Linked DNA regions of Gossypium arboreum: region 1 is linked to region 2. A link is a contact called in public Hi-C data. All regions are on one chromosome and are shown on one strand. Each heading gives the region's core, a stretch centred on a gene start, on an enhancer-like site or on the middle of the called end of the contact. The rest is flanking DNA. Distances are from core to core; before and after follow the strand shown.

The links. A called contact is a pair of places that touch in the nucleus more often than the background predicts.
Region 1: a Hi-C map of leaf shows a contact between it and region 2, with 1.9 times the contacts expected there. The contact joins the promoter of LOC108464107 here to the enhancer-like site in region 2. A contact is called at or near these places in 2 of 5 Hi-C or Micro-C datasets (both in leaf).

What each region holds. Positions count from the first base shown.
Region 1 is chr13:68,904,733-68,911,635 of ASM2569848v2, forward strand. LOC108464107 (S-adenosylmethionine decarboxylase proenzyme-like) reads left to right here and starts at 5,566. Exons shown (of 4, transcript XM_017764204.2): 1 at 5,566-5,695; 2 at 5,842-5,908; 3 at 6,555-6,706; 4 at 6,808-6,903.
Region 2 is chr13:68,870,575-68,878,059 of ASM2569848v2, forward strand. It overlaps LOC108464285 (probable acyl-activating enzyme 16, chloroplastic), which reads right to left. Exons shown (of 4, transcript XR_008277438.1): 4 at 5,853-7,485. Among protein-coding and RNA genes, the nearest start is that of LOC108464285, 5.7 kb to the right of the region's middle. Within about 2 kb of position 4,032, at least 2 of the 2 cell types and tissues checked have an H3K27ac peak or open chromatin away from gene starts, as enhancers often do. A contact at or near this core is called in leaf, where this site is marked.

The DNA of each region.
Region 1 (6,903 bases), core at 4,316-6,815, 36 kb after region 2:
TATTGGTAAGTGTTGTGAAATGGATACTTTGAACAAGTATGTACTTAACCCTCGGGTTGAAAACTCAATATAACAACAATATGGTAAGATGATAAATGAAAATATGATATGAATGTCTTGATGATGATTATGCAAATGATGTTTTATGTTTGCTTTTATGGTTATGTTACTTGCTATTTGCATGTGAACTTACTAAGCATTTATGCTTACTCCCTCCTTTTCATTCCTTATAGTTTTGACAAGCCAGCTCGAAAATCGGGAACGGTCAGAGGCTCGCTCACACTATCCGTATACTATCTTGGCATAATGGCTTGTATATTTTGAGTATGGCATGTATAGCATTATAATCATTTTTTATATATGGTCTTATGATATGGTTATTGAGTGGTATGGAAATGCTTGGTAATGATTAGCCATTTGAATGGCTAACCATAATCATATTTGGTGTTATGTATATCAAATTTCTAGCTAATCCATGGAAACCATGAATAGATAAAATTTACCATAAAATAGATTCAGACAGCAGTAGTGACGTGAATTTGAAAAATCACTAAAAATATTAGAAATGAAATTAAATGATGAATAAGTTATGTATTCGAAGCTTGATGATCCTATTTTCATATGGAAGAAACGAAACAGGTAAATGAGTTATATTTTATGAGATATTTAAGTTTTAATAGAACAGGTTCAGAACGATCTCTGAATCCCCTGTTCTGATTTTAAAAATTCACCATAAATTGTACAAAAACAATTAGGAGTTTTTCCTTACATGTATGAAATCCTTATTAAGTTTAGTTTTATTAGGAACAAACAGTATAGTCATTGAAACTCTGTACAGGGAGATATCTGATTCATAATACACAGGGGTCAGAGTAGTCGAACCCTGAAATAGGGGAAGTTTAACTAGTAAACTGTACTAATTGGCTCTACCAAAAAATTATAGAAAAAAAATTAATAGATAGATATATGAGTCTAGTTTCAGGAAAAATTTACGGATCTTAATTTCGAGTTTCAAAACTCAAGATATGAATTTTTAAGCGACTGTGACGCAGTTAGCCAGTTTGTCTGAAAATCTTAAAATGAATCGTATGAATTGTTTAATTAATGAATTAAGTTTAGTAACACCTCCAGCTCGACTCTGGCGACGGTCTCGGGTGTGAGGGCGTTACAGGCGTGTCTAAGACCGTGTGAGGCACACGGCCTGTTCACACGGGCGTGTGACCTTTTAAAAGTTGAAATTTTTTATAAGTTCTGAAACTTTCATATGTTATCGAATTGATCTTGAAAGCATGTTTTAGACTTCGTACGATCGTTTTAAGTTCACGTTGATATGAATGATCTATGTTTATTGAAATAAAAGGATATTTGATTTTTGATGGTTCTGATCTATGTTATGAGTCCAATAATGCCTCTTAACCTATTCCAGCGACGGTTATGGGTTAGGGGTGTTACAGAAGTTGTCTCGGAGTCCGCCACCTTGGGTAAAATGCGAACACCTAAGTGAAATAGGGATTTAGTGAATTAAAATTTATTATTTAAGTTAATACCTCCACAGGGAGGGGTTCAACATTTTCACATCTATATAAGTAGTATCAAGGAAACTCACTAAGTTTTGTTGAACTTACCAAAGCTTGCTTATGTTTGCAGACTCATTAGATGTGTAAGGATTTTTGGAAGGGAACCAACAAGACTGTGTTAAATCCAGGATCATCGTTGGTAAGTTGTCATGTCAATAGGAATGGGGTACCTTTAAAGGCTTTGCTTTAGGGTCGGACATATTGTAACTATACAGTTTTCCCTAGAGTCTGAAATTTCGAGTCAGCATTTTTTTAATTAAATTTTAAGCCTTTGATTGTAATGAGTATTAATTGTAACTTAAATAAACCACTATTTAAAATTATTAAGTATAAAAGTATGCAGTCAGGAAAGATCCTATTCAGTGTGACACTTTATAGCCAGAGATTCAGCGATCAGGTCGGGTGTGAATGTTACAAATCATGTCAACGTGATGAGGTGCCTTAATCAAGCCACGTTGCTGCATGGTAAGTCGTGTGGTCATGATGTGATAAATTGTCCGTTTTGTCTTATTTTTCTAACTTTGTAGTTTAGTCTTAAGTTTTAGACAGTGAAATTGGATTTTAAAATGCAATAAAATACTTTGAAAAAATTCATATATGAGATTTAAATGCCTAATTTTGTAAACGTAAAAATAATATTGTATTATGTTTATTCTAATGTTTTTTCATTCTTTCAATTTAGTCTTTAAAACTTGTTTTTAAAATTAACAGAGATTTGTAAATCGGGTTAAGTTGATTTCTTCAACAATATTACTAAAAGGTTTTTGAAGATGAAATGTATTTCAAAATTGTTAATATGCGAATGTTTCCATAAGTTGAATGTTAAATGACAATTTTTCCCTTTATTTCAATTTGAATGATTCTTGATAGTTAAAGCATGTAATTAAGTTTTGTTTGATATCCATAGTTATGTATGATTTAATTGCATGACTATGACTATTGTTATCAATCAAATAAGTAGGAAAAAATTATTTGTGCGTGTACATATTGGGATGTGTTTCGAGTCACTTTGGTGGTTAATGTGACGTTGTGGATTTGGGTCACATCGTCCCGAGGAAGTTTGGGGTGCCATAGGGGGAGTAACATTGTTATGATAATGTTAAGCAGGAGGAAGTATCTTAAACCCAAGAAGTGCCTATTGCTATAGGCACCAAATTTGCCCCCTCGAGCATGAAGAAAAGGGTAATTAATAAATTCAACTTCTCTATTGAATTCAATCATATATATTGAAACAAACTGCAAGCTAAAGCCAAAGTTTTGAGAAAGTTGATTGATAATCAAAGAGCTTTTATAGGCTGATCTACTTGCATTGCCTGGTAAAGATTAGTTTGGCATTTTGTTGATAAAAAAAGGAGAGATAAAAAGAAAGGATGCTTGATGATGAGGCTAGAAACTATTCTTGAAAGGGGGACTGCTAAAAGAGGGAGATATTTTGGGAAATTTTGTTGCAACATTGAGAAATGAAGTTTTCAATTTTTAGTTTGTTTTCTTCGATTGAGAAATGAAGTTTTCAATTTTTAGTTTGTTTGCTTCTGCTGCTGCTACTTCCTTTTTATTTTGATACTGCTGGTGAACGGATTTTGAACTCCTAGAGAACTGGTTTTGCTTATGGATTTCATTTACTTTGATGCATTAGGTCCTTACTTGGTTAGCTTATTTACTTTGATGCATTAGGTCCTTACTTGGTTAGCTTACTTAGTTATAATTATGGTTGGTTGGTTGGTTATTAATGCGAATTCAACTAAGCATTGATGATTAATTTACTTAATCATTTTCTAAGTTAAGTCTATTAAGTTAATGAGAGTATGCTAAAGGGGAGCTGAGGTTATTTAATGTTAGAGCTTCTTGCTTTGTGTATGTTTTGTTCAACAAATTGTCAATGGGGGAGATTGTTGAAAACATGAAACTGACAAATTGGTGCCAAAGGGAGTACCCACTCCCTTGCCCAACAAATTGTATGGAGATAGTTTTCATATTTTAAGGTGTTGGCAATTTATTAAATTGTTTGATTAGGCTATGCTGATTATATGCATGATATTTAGCCCATTATGGAAGATCATATAACCTAGGGAGTCATATATTGGTGATTGGATTGAATAAGATTACACTTATCTAATCCTTTGAATAAATGAAGTTGGATTGGATTGAATCTCTAAAGACTTAGCTACCAAGAATCCTTGTCTATCTTGTTCATTATTATTATATTGTATTCAGTTTATAATGTAACTGTTTTATAGAGGTTGTGATAGGTCTTGTTATGTAAGCAAGTCTCAATAAACTTTATATAATGGAGAGACTTATATAGACTTATGTATGGAGAGAGTTGAGCACTTAATCTATTCAAAGTGAGGAACCTTATTGAATGAGTACATATTGATAGTAAAACCTTTGTGTTGTGGTTTTACTTGCTAAATTCACAATTGGTGAATTTAGTGATGAACGTATCTAATCTTCAAGGTACAATTGTGAGGAAACTTGTCATAGGGTGTGTGGTAGTTTAGGATAATTTATTTTAAGTATTGAAGACAATAAATGTTTCTCATAAGCTAAGCTCTGCATATGTAAAGAAACTAAAATACATAAACAATATTTTTTTGTGTTTTATTTATTTGTTGTTTGGTGCTTAAAGGAATACCACTACCTTATGCACCAATTTAATTGTGAAGTTTCTATTTTTAGCAATGCCTTTTTTAGCTAACAGTATATATGATTTTAAAAATAAGTTGACTTGTCATGTGTTGGTTGCTTGTAAATTAATACGTGATAATTCAACATTCAACCTAAATTTTTAAAAAAAAATTAAAGTGTGACACGTTTCACATGTGCAAATAACTAATCATCTCACATGATAAGTTTACTATTTGAGAGAAAATTTATTTTACTTTCTTTTAAATTATAATTAATATTAGAATAATAATATTTTTTCATATTTTTATATGACCTTTAAATAATACAATTAAAAATAAAAAATTTAAGAATTCAACACGTTTAATAATATTAAAATACAATTTTATTATTACTCTAATTATTTTTTAGTTAAATAAATTTCAAAAGATAAAATCTAGTTGACATTATTTTCTAACTAATTCTTTAATTTACTACTATTTTTTATAATAAAACCCCAATCCCGAAAAAGAAGGAAATAAAATCAATAATTACTTATTTATAAGAGTTTTTCAAACTAATATTCTTAATTCTTTAAAAAATTAATTTATAGAATAGTAACAAATAGTAATAATTTTAAAATTACTTTTAGAAATTCGAGAACAAAGTTCTAATTATTATAATAATAAAAGAAAATGACTTTTAAATAAAATTGAAAAAAGAATATTCCGAAAGAGGAAATAAATAAATAAAGCAAAGCAAAGCAGTGATGTGGAAAATTACAGGTGAAGAGCCAGGTACGTGTCAAAATAATGGGTGAATAGGAATCGTATCACCGTAAGTGCCATCATTCATACAAATCTCTTCCTCACTTCAAACTTCCTTAATTCACTCAATTGACCATTTTGGTCATCTTCCAATTAACCAGATCTCTACTCTTTTTTAGATTTTAATTTAATCCCTTTATTTTTAAATTTAATAATTTATTTTTAATTGGTCAACTAACCAATTTAAAAATGCATGGGGCTTTTTCTGAAACAACAGGGAATGATATTAAAACCCCATAGTCGGTATGGAAAATAATACATTTCTACCGGTTTTTATTTTTTTATTTTTCACACATAATATTAATCACGTAAATTTTTAATTTTAAAATATGAACTAATTTTTTTATTTAAATCATAATATAAATTTAATAAAAATTTAAAATTAGTTGCGAAATTCACGCCTCATACGCAGTCAGTTTTCAGCTAATAATGGATTCATAAAATAATAAACCAAAATAAGAGTTAAAAAAAAAAAACTGAAACGTCCCTGTAAAACGGAGGGTCAAGACCGTAATTTTGTCGTGAAGTCACGAGGAAAAGCCCTACCTTCCTGCCCTATATAAATTGGACCCTTCCACCACAGAACCATATTCTCATTATTTGCGTGAACTGCGAGAAGTGAGAAACTATTGTAAACCTCTCATAATATTCTGAGCTTTTTTTTTTCTTTTTGTTTCGTATAATTTTGTAAGTATTTCTTTTCTTTTTCGCAATTTTTGTAATTATATTTTTTTCTTTTTGCTTTGTTCGTAATGTTCTTTAAATAAAAGAAAATCATCGATTCTTTTTCTTGTATCTTCATATGCGATGAGTTTTCTTTTCGTTTTTTGAAGGATCTGAGCCAAGGTTGATAATCGAGTTTTTATAAGAGGTTGATCCTGGCATTCCAAAATTTGAATTGTGAGTATTTCTTCTTCCGATCTTTTATTTGTTTATCGTATTGATGATATCTTTATGATGCAATCTTGGAGGCGATAAAATACTACTAATTTATAATAATATTATTTATAGATATGTAATTTTGCACGAAAAGAGTACAGTTTAAATTTAAGATGTTATTTATTTATTTGAATAAGATTGTTATATTTGTCTTCATGTTTCTTGTACCTTCTATAAATTTGTTTTACTTTATATTTTCTTAAAAATTACAGTATTTTGAATGCTAGCTTTTGTTGCCTCTATAGTTTTAATTTTCTTGCTTCTTGCCAAAGTCATTATTTTTTTTCTTTCTTTTCTTTTGTGTTTTTTTTTAAATAAATTACGATGATGTTCGAGTTTTGAACTTAAACATGCTGTGATTTTTTTGATACTTCAATGCATATTTTGTTTGAATTTCTAAATACTTTCAACATATATCCTGTTTCATGGTTTTCTGGATACTTGAATCTATATGCGGTTTCATGATTTCCGTATACTTAAAAGAATATGATGTTTCATGATTAGAATTGTTTTTTTCCAGAGCTCAAGGTATTGATTTATCAATTCCGTTCTTGATACGTGCATGTTTCATCTGACCTGTTTGTTCTGTTTTCTAATTGTAATTTAGGTGTGGCTGAATGATCTATGGAGACTAAGGGAGGGAAAAAGAAGTCTAGTAGTAGTAAGTCATTATTCTACGAAGCTCCTCTCGGTTACAGCATTGAAGACGTTCGACCAAACGGTGGAATCAAGAAGTTCAGATCTGCTGCTTACTCCAACGTAAGTGGTTGGCATATATTTGAGTTTTGTAGATCATGAACAACGCAATTGTACTTGCATAAATCATTTGATGCTGACAAATCTTGTTCCTTATTTTGCAGTGCGCTCGCAAACCATCCTGATATTCGTAACGCAAGTGCGCCCTTCTGACCACTGTTAAAGTGGTCAATTTATTTTTATTTGCTTTATTACTTAGT
Region 2 (7,485 bases), core at 2,782-5,281:
TTTGATGATTTTGAGTAATTAGGACTTAATTGCAAAAATAATAATTTGAGGGACTAAAATGTGAAATTGATAAAATATATGGACTTGTATGAGCATGGGTACTATTCGGCCTAACATGGGTGTTGTGAAATTTTGTGCATTTTGTGTTTTGTGCAATAGATTCTAAATTGTAAAAATTGTAAATGTTAGAGGTAAAATGGTAAGTTGCCCATTTATGTGTTTTTGGACTAAATTGAATGAAAATATGTTTGAATGAGCTTAATTTGAATATGTTTAGATCAAGAACCAAAGAAATTGAATTTGGATCGGGGGAAATCGAAAGATGTCGACTAGTCGATCCGTACCAGTTTTTCGTTGTCCGAGGTAAGTTTATAAGTAAATAGACGTATTGAACTTTAATTAAATGCAAAGTTTATATACTATAATGAAATATATCAATTATTATGTACTAATTCCGAATGTGTATAAGCATGGTAACTATGTTCTTGCAATCGTTTTGACTGAGTGACGACGTCCGGAAGCCCCGTATGAACCTTAAGAATAGTTAGGATACATATGTCATGACATAGGATTCTGATATATGTGTGCGAGTAAGACCATGGCATCGTTATGTGATTCCAATATGTGTTTATGAGTAAGACCCTGTCTGAGACAGTGGCATCGATATGTGACTACATGTAAGACCATGTCTGGGACGTTGGCATTGTACAACTTGTGTGATTATCCGAGTATCCTATCTAATTCTGAATGGTTCATCGGACAAAGGTAAATTGGGTACGAGTGTGTATTACGAGTTAAACGGCCAGGTATGAGTTAGTTTGTTGGCTATTAATGATAAGATAAGTTTATACTTGATATTTGTTTGTTCATGTGAAGTTGATATTAATAAATTTAAGTGATGTTGGTATGTGAATTCGGCTTTGTGATTTTAAAAGTTGAGCATCAAGAAATGATTCATAATTATATGCAAGTGTGTGATTATATATATAAATGGCCCTGTTGGTGATATACATATATATATATATAAATATTTATGCGATATTATATTGCGATTTACTAGCTTATGTAAAAAGTATATGCAGGTTTGATTATAATATAATTAGTTGTTTGGAAAGTTGAATGATAATAAGACAATTTGGCCTTTTGACCATTCGGCCAAAATAATGTCCATGTGCGAATGTATTCATGGGGATTTATATACAAGTTTTAAGTTGAGATTAAATGGTATATAGTTTTTATTTACAATGTATCAGCCTAATTGAGTTGAACACTTTGTTAGGTCAATTATTTGCTTATGACTTGCTAAGCTATAATAGCTTACTGTGTGTATATTTGTTTTTGTTTTTTTTTTTAGATTTTGGAAATTAAGTTACAAACTCGGGGATCGTCAGCGAGGCTCATCACACTATCTACTATTTTGGGTACCTTTATAAGTTAAATACGAATTATGGCATGTATAGACTATAGTGTGCTTGACTTGATGAATTTTGGTTTTGTATAAAAGCCATGCAAAAATGGCTAAACCTTTAAGTTGAATTCGGTTATGTTAAGTATGAGCTATGTCTATCTTGGTTTTATAGTTACATGCTAGAATATTTAAAATGTTACGATAGGTATTATATGCTTGAAAACGGTTTGCTTTTTATGTCTAAATTTGGTCTTACATGTTCTTGGTTAAAAGATTTAATGAGCTTGATTGATGATAAAATTGCTAGTGGGAACTTGGATGGGTATGTGGTGTTAGGTGAATAAATTCGATTATGAGAATAAAAGAATAATATGTATTTAGTGTATTATATAATAAATGGTGATAGAAATATAAAATGTGGAACGATAAAAAAGTGTTGGATAGATATATATTAGCTTAGTTGGTTGCGCAATATGTACATGTTTATTATTAGTATATTTGGTCATAGTGCAATGTATTAAACATTTATATGTGATTACTTATTAAATTATATAATATGATTATATGATTAGACATAGTTACTAAGAATCTGCTTTTAATGTTAAACCATGGATGACATTAAATGATCAATAGTTAAGATCTCCAAACTACTATTTTGTCATTTAATACATAACTTTAGGTGTATATATATATATATATAAGTGTATTTTTAATGATGTGTGCATAAAATAGTTAAATTTGCGAGACTAAATATTTATATTGTAATGATTATAGTAGGTATGAATAATCTTTAATGATTAATACTTAAAGGAATTATATGGAAATGCATTATTATTATCATGAGGTTTTTCATTTTGAGTAAGTCAAGCAAGTTCGACTTGTCTATTACCTAAGTCGCATATATAGTGGTTTAAGATTTGTATTATGGCTTACTAAGTTCAATATATATATATATATCTTTGAATGTGATTTGGTGACTATATAAATAATTGTGTAACTGGTATTAGAAGTAGGTTTGATTGATAATAGTTAATATCAGGTTTATTAATGCATTGAGTCAGTAAGCAATTCGTTGAGTTTAGTTGTGACTTATATATGCAAGATATATATCATTATGTCCTGAAATGTGAACTGATCTTATTTTAATTATGAATGAATTTGACTTGATTGAATACGTATGAATGTTTGGATTTGAACTGTTGATCAGAGATGCTTCATAATTTTAATCCGGCGTCGGATGCGGACTAGGGGTGTTACACGACGTTAGCTACGAAATAAAACAATTAAATCACATTAATATTACACATTAAATTTTCACATTAAAATTTCAATTTTCACACTATATTTTACTTATTCTTCAATTTAGTCCCTAAACCAAGATTAATTTTAATCATCACATTTAACTTGTTTTTTTTACTAATTTCACTCTAAACCACATTGCAATTCGACTCTATAATTTAAAAATTTTCACAATTTAGCCCCCTATTGTTCAAAATCAACAATTAATTCCATAATTTACTCCTTTTTCATTTCTAACTTAAATATCTATCTATTTAATCTCTAATACTTAAACTATTCAACAATTTCAAAATCTAAAATCTTGAACAATACTAAAAATTACAATATGGGTCGGGTAGCCCTAAGTACTGGGATTCTAAAAATATAAAAATTACAAAAAAATGGGACTAAATTGACTAACAAATTGAAATTTGAAAGCTTAAAGCCCTTACGTCGTGTGTTCTCTCCTTTCGCCCTTTATTTTCTTTTTTTCTTTCTTTTTCTTTCTTAATTTTGCATGTTTCCACTTACTTTTATTATTTCTTTTATTATAACTTCAATTTTAATTATTATTATAATAAATATATATACATGCATTTTTACTTAGCCACATTCGGCCACCTATACACAACCATTTACTAAATGGTTTAATTTCCATTTTAGCCCCTTTAGTTTATTTCAATTATAATTCAACTTTACCCTATACACGATTTAGTCCTTATACTTAATAACTTTTAATTCATGCAATTTCACTTAACCGAAACCTAATTAACTATACAACTAACTTCGTAAATATTTATTATTTACAAGTCCAATTTACGGGAATGGAGCCCCGAAAATATATTTTTCGACACCCTTAACTATCGAGTCGTTATAGTAATTAGATGAGAAAAAGAAGGATATAGATAAGAAATATAAGGGCTATTAAGTAAACCAGACAAGCAAAAGGTTTGTGGAATTATGAACTTCCCTCTCAATGTTCTGGTTATTTATAACCAAAAGCATGTATAAGAAGTTGTGGAAAATTTAAGAGTGGTAAAGGAACCATTCAAGTCCACTAGTGCATGAATGAAACCTGTTGGCATCGAAAGAAGAAAAGTCCTTTAATATTCTCGATGAAGGGATATAAGCCAGTTGTTACCATTATTGTGTAACTATCAGGTAAGTAGAGTAAGTTCCAAGTCAGTCAAACAACAATCATTTTGTAAATGGCTGATAAGTTGTCATTACCATTGAAATAAAACTCTAGAATTAGAGTGGTAACTCTGGTACCTCAAGGTAGTAGCAAAAATACTCTATGGGCGAGCTTAGTCGCCTTGTGGCGTGAAGGAAGTAGCCCGCTAGATGGGCGAAGTTAGCACATGAAAAAAAGTAGGAATTACGAGAGTATCCGTTAGAATTGAAATCAAGAAGATGTCAGTCAAGCAGTGTTCGCCTAGAGCGTATGCCAATTTAAGATTGTGAAGAAACTCTATGGATTGGGGGTATCCAACAACGGAATGGTCTGATATTCACAAATTATAGGGGGCAGGTATAAAGCGAATGTACGATTGGATAAGTCATGTCGAGGGTTCCGGTAAGAATGAAAGGTGATTACTATCGTGAACCATATGAGGGCAGAGAAGGGGAATATTTCCTTTGAGTCTTCTTTTGAGGCTGATCGTGAAAAGAAATTTCGAGAATAAAATTTTCTTTTAGGTTGGGAGAGTTGTCGCAACCGATTTTCTTTAAGCCTAGAAGTTAGGAATAATTGAGTGTTAAATTAAAAGAAATTGACGTTTTTTAATGAAAAAATAGGAAAATTTAGTGCCTGATTTGGACATAGTGAAGTTTCAATTTTTGTTCAATTGGATGAGAATCAACTGGTTCTTTAGTGGGAGATAAAATAATTGCCAATGGATGGTTTTGATTTAGTGGGAGATAAAATAATTGCCAATGGATAGTTTTGATATGGTTGAAGACTGTGCGTAAAGGTTTATAAATAGCTAAGAAATGAATTCTCAGGGTGAATTATTCTTAATTCTACTTTATTTTCTTCTCTTATTCATCTGCTTCTTTGGTTGTTCCAAAGAAAAGATAATTACGGGAAGCTCAGTATGGAGCGATAATCATGAGTTTTTAAGTCAGAAAAGTGGGGAATCTAGCGAGCTGATAAGGTTCTAAGTCTTTTGGTGTTCTTTAATTTAAGAAATGAAGTTAAGAATTTCAGAACCTTTGAAGGGTTCTACATGTTTCTGGTAATTGAGTTGCTAAGACATACAACCGCCACAATATTGTAGCAATAGTTTTAGACCATAAATTGTCGAACATGGATACAATCTGTGAAGGTTCCTTCAGATTTCTTGTTAGGCATAGTGCCTATTGATCAAATAAAAATCAAAAGGCAAAAATGAGTTGAAACAACTAACAAACATTAGAATTCATCTACTTTGATCGTTTGGAGCGAAAAAGACAGTCACAGGACCATATGAGTGCACCAACACTCACTACATGTGACATTAAAAGCACGCATTTTATATGGGTATGTTTGACTTTTTCTTTTTTGGTAAATTTTTCACTATATTAACCCAACTCTTCATTTTGCCTAAATAACTACTGTCTGTACTACTGTGTTTTAACTACTGTATCTGAATTTATCTCCAACACATGCTCGAACATGGGCATCAAGATATGGTCCTCCAAGAGTCCTCCAAATACATTCAATTCTAGAAAAAATTAAAAATACTCAAGTCAGATGCCTATGTCCAACACTTACACCCGAGTCCGAGTTAACATAACCTTTTCATGTATTTGGAACCTTTTCATGTTTTTGGAGGGTCATATGCTAGATCCAGGTCCGGGAATGTGTTAAACATTGATACTTCAAGAAAAATGAAAATTAAAGCAAGACAGGATACAGTATTTAATTTGCATTATTCAGTTTGGTCGATTCCACCGACTACTAGACAAGTCACCATATTCTGCAGAAAGCGTTATCAACTTGTCAAACGAATTCTTGATAAGCAGAACCATGTTTAACCTTGAATGTACATTTAACAGAATTTTAACAATTTATACAAAGGCACAATTGCTTAAACAAATTCATTAGAAATGAAGTTATATGGTCATAGTTGAACTTTAGGCATTATATCCATAAAAGAAATATGGGTATCAGGTTAAACTGGCATTTTAATCCCCATTTCTCTCAATTTTTTGGGCATTAATGAATGACTTTAAGCCATGGAAGAGTGCATAAGAACATAAAGCATTAACAAGGAATCTGCAGAATTCAACTTTAGTTTCACAAAAATTGCCATCACCTCAAATTATCTTCAACTCCGTGTATGCCAAGCTGATCCTTATGAATGAAAATACTATTAATTTAATAGCATTGGGGCTGGAAGATATCTGCTTTTGAATTCCACTACAAGGTAATCCAAAAATATTTTAAAAGCAACATTTAGAATCAAATAGTTTCCCTACACAATAAGTTTAACCAGAGATCGGTCATAATAGTATAATTAGCATTTAATTTGGATAATTTAAACATGAAGATGAATCCAACATACAGAATGAAGGGGAATATTTATCACAAGAAAATTATTTCGATTCATCAGAGTAAGTAATTTCTTTAATCAACTAATCATGCATGGCTCAACCATCTAGAATTAATCTAAAATTACAAACGTGTAACTCTCGTATCTAAAAAATGAACATCAATAATAGGGGTAAAAACCAGATACATGTGCCCATAAGTCACTTGGATTCGGCTACAAGTAAAACTCAAATCAATTCAGTCATTGTCAAGTTGAACTCAAGCTTGATAGCCTTACTTGGATTTGGCAAAGAGAAGAAAAAAAAACTCAAATCAGTCATCTTCAAGTTGAGCTCAAGCTTGAGCCATCAAGCGACTTGAACCTTTTATCTTTAGTTAATATTGAAAAATTTCAATTTGAACTCAAGCTTGAGCACAAATAAGTAAGTTTGAACTTGAGCATGGGAATCAAGCTCATTTTTTACTAGGTAAACAAGCCAAATCAAGTGAACTTGAGCAGTTCGATCTTTACACTCAAGTTTTTGAAAAATGAAACTCAATCGAACTCAAGCAGCGCTTTAATCTTCAAAGTTCAAGTTGAGCTTAAGATCGAGCTTTTAAAAACTTTAGCTCGACACAACTCATTTGCACCCCTATTCAAGATCCCATTCTTGTGGAAAAATTATTTCATGAACCATTTCCACAACATCATCAATGATCCCACCAATTAAAACCATCTACCTCGCATACCTTACATTTTTCTCTCCATGTTAGCTTTTTCTTACGGGTGATTACTTGGAATTTTTTATCTGACTATACAAATTCCACAGAACAATTATACCACAATATAGTTTATAATATTCATTGGGAATGCAACATGACCGAAAACTGATGGAACACATAAAATTACAAGACATATGGATGCAATGCAACATAAACAATTAACTTTTTTTTTTCTTTTTGTTTATTAAAGAGAACTCAATTGCCTGCACAGACAAATATAATAGTAATATATAGTTGTTGCAAAGATAAAAATTCCAACGAAGCTAATTAATTAAGATCATCGATGTCCCAACTCCCAAGTAAATGACATACCTATAGAATGTTTCATACACTAAAGGTACTGAAATCATGTAATTTGGCTTATAATTTCTCAAATCATCCTACAAAACAAAATAAAAATATACATAATCAACATATTTAAATTACTAATAAACTAACAATTAAGCAAAGAAGAGAATCATTGAATGTACTAGTGAACATGGTACAACTTAAGTCAAAGTGA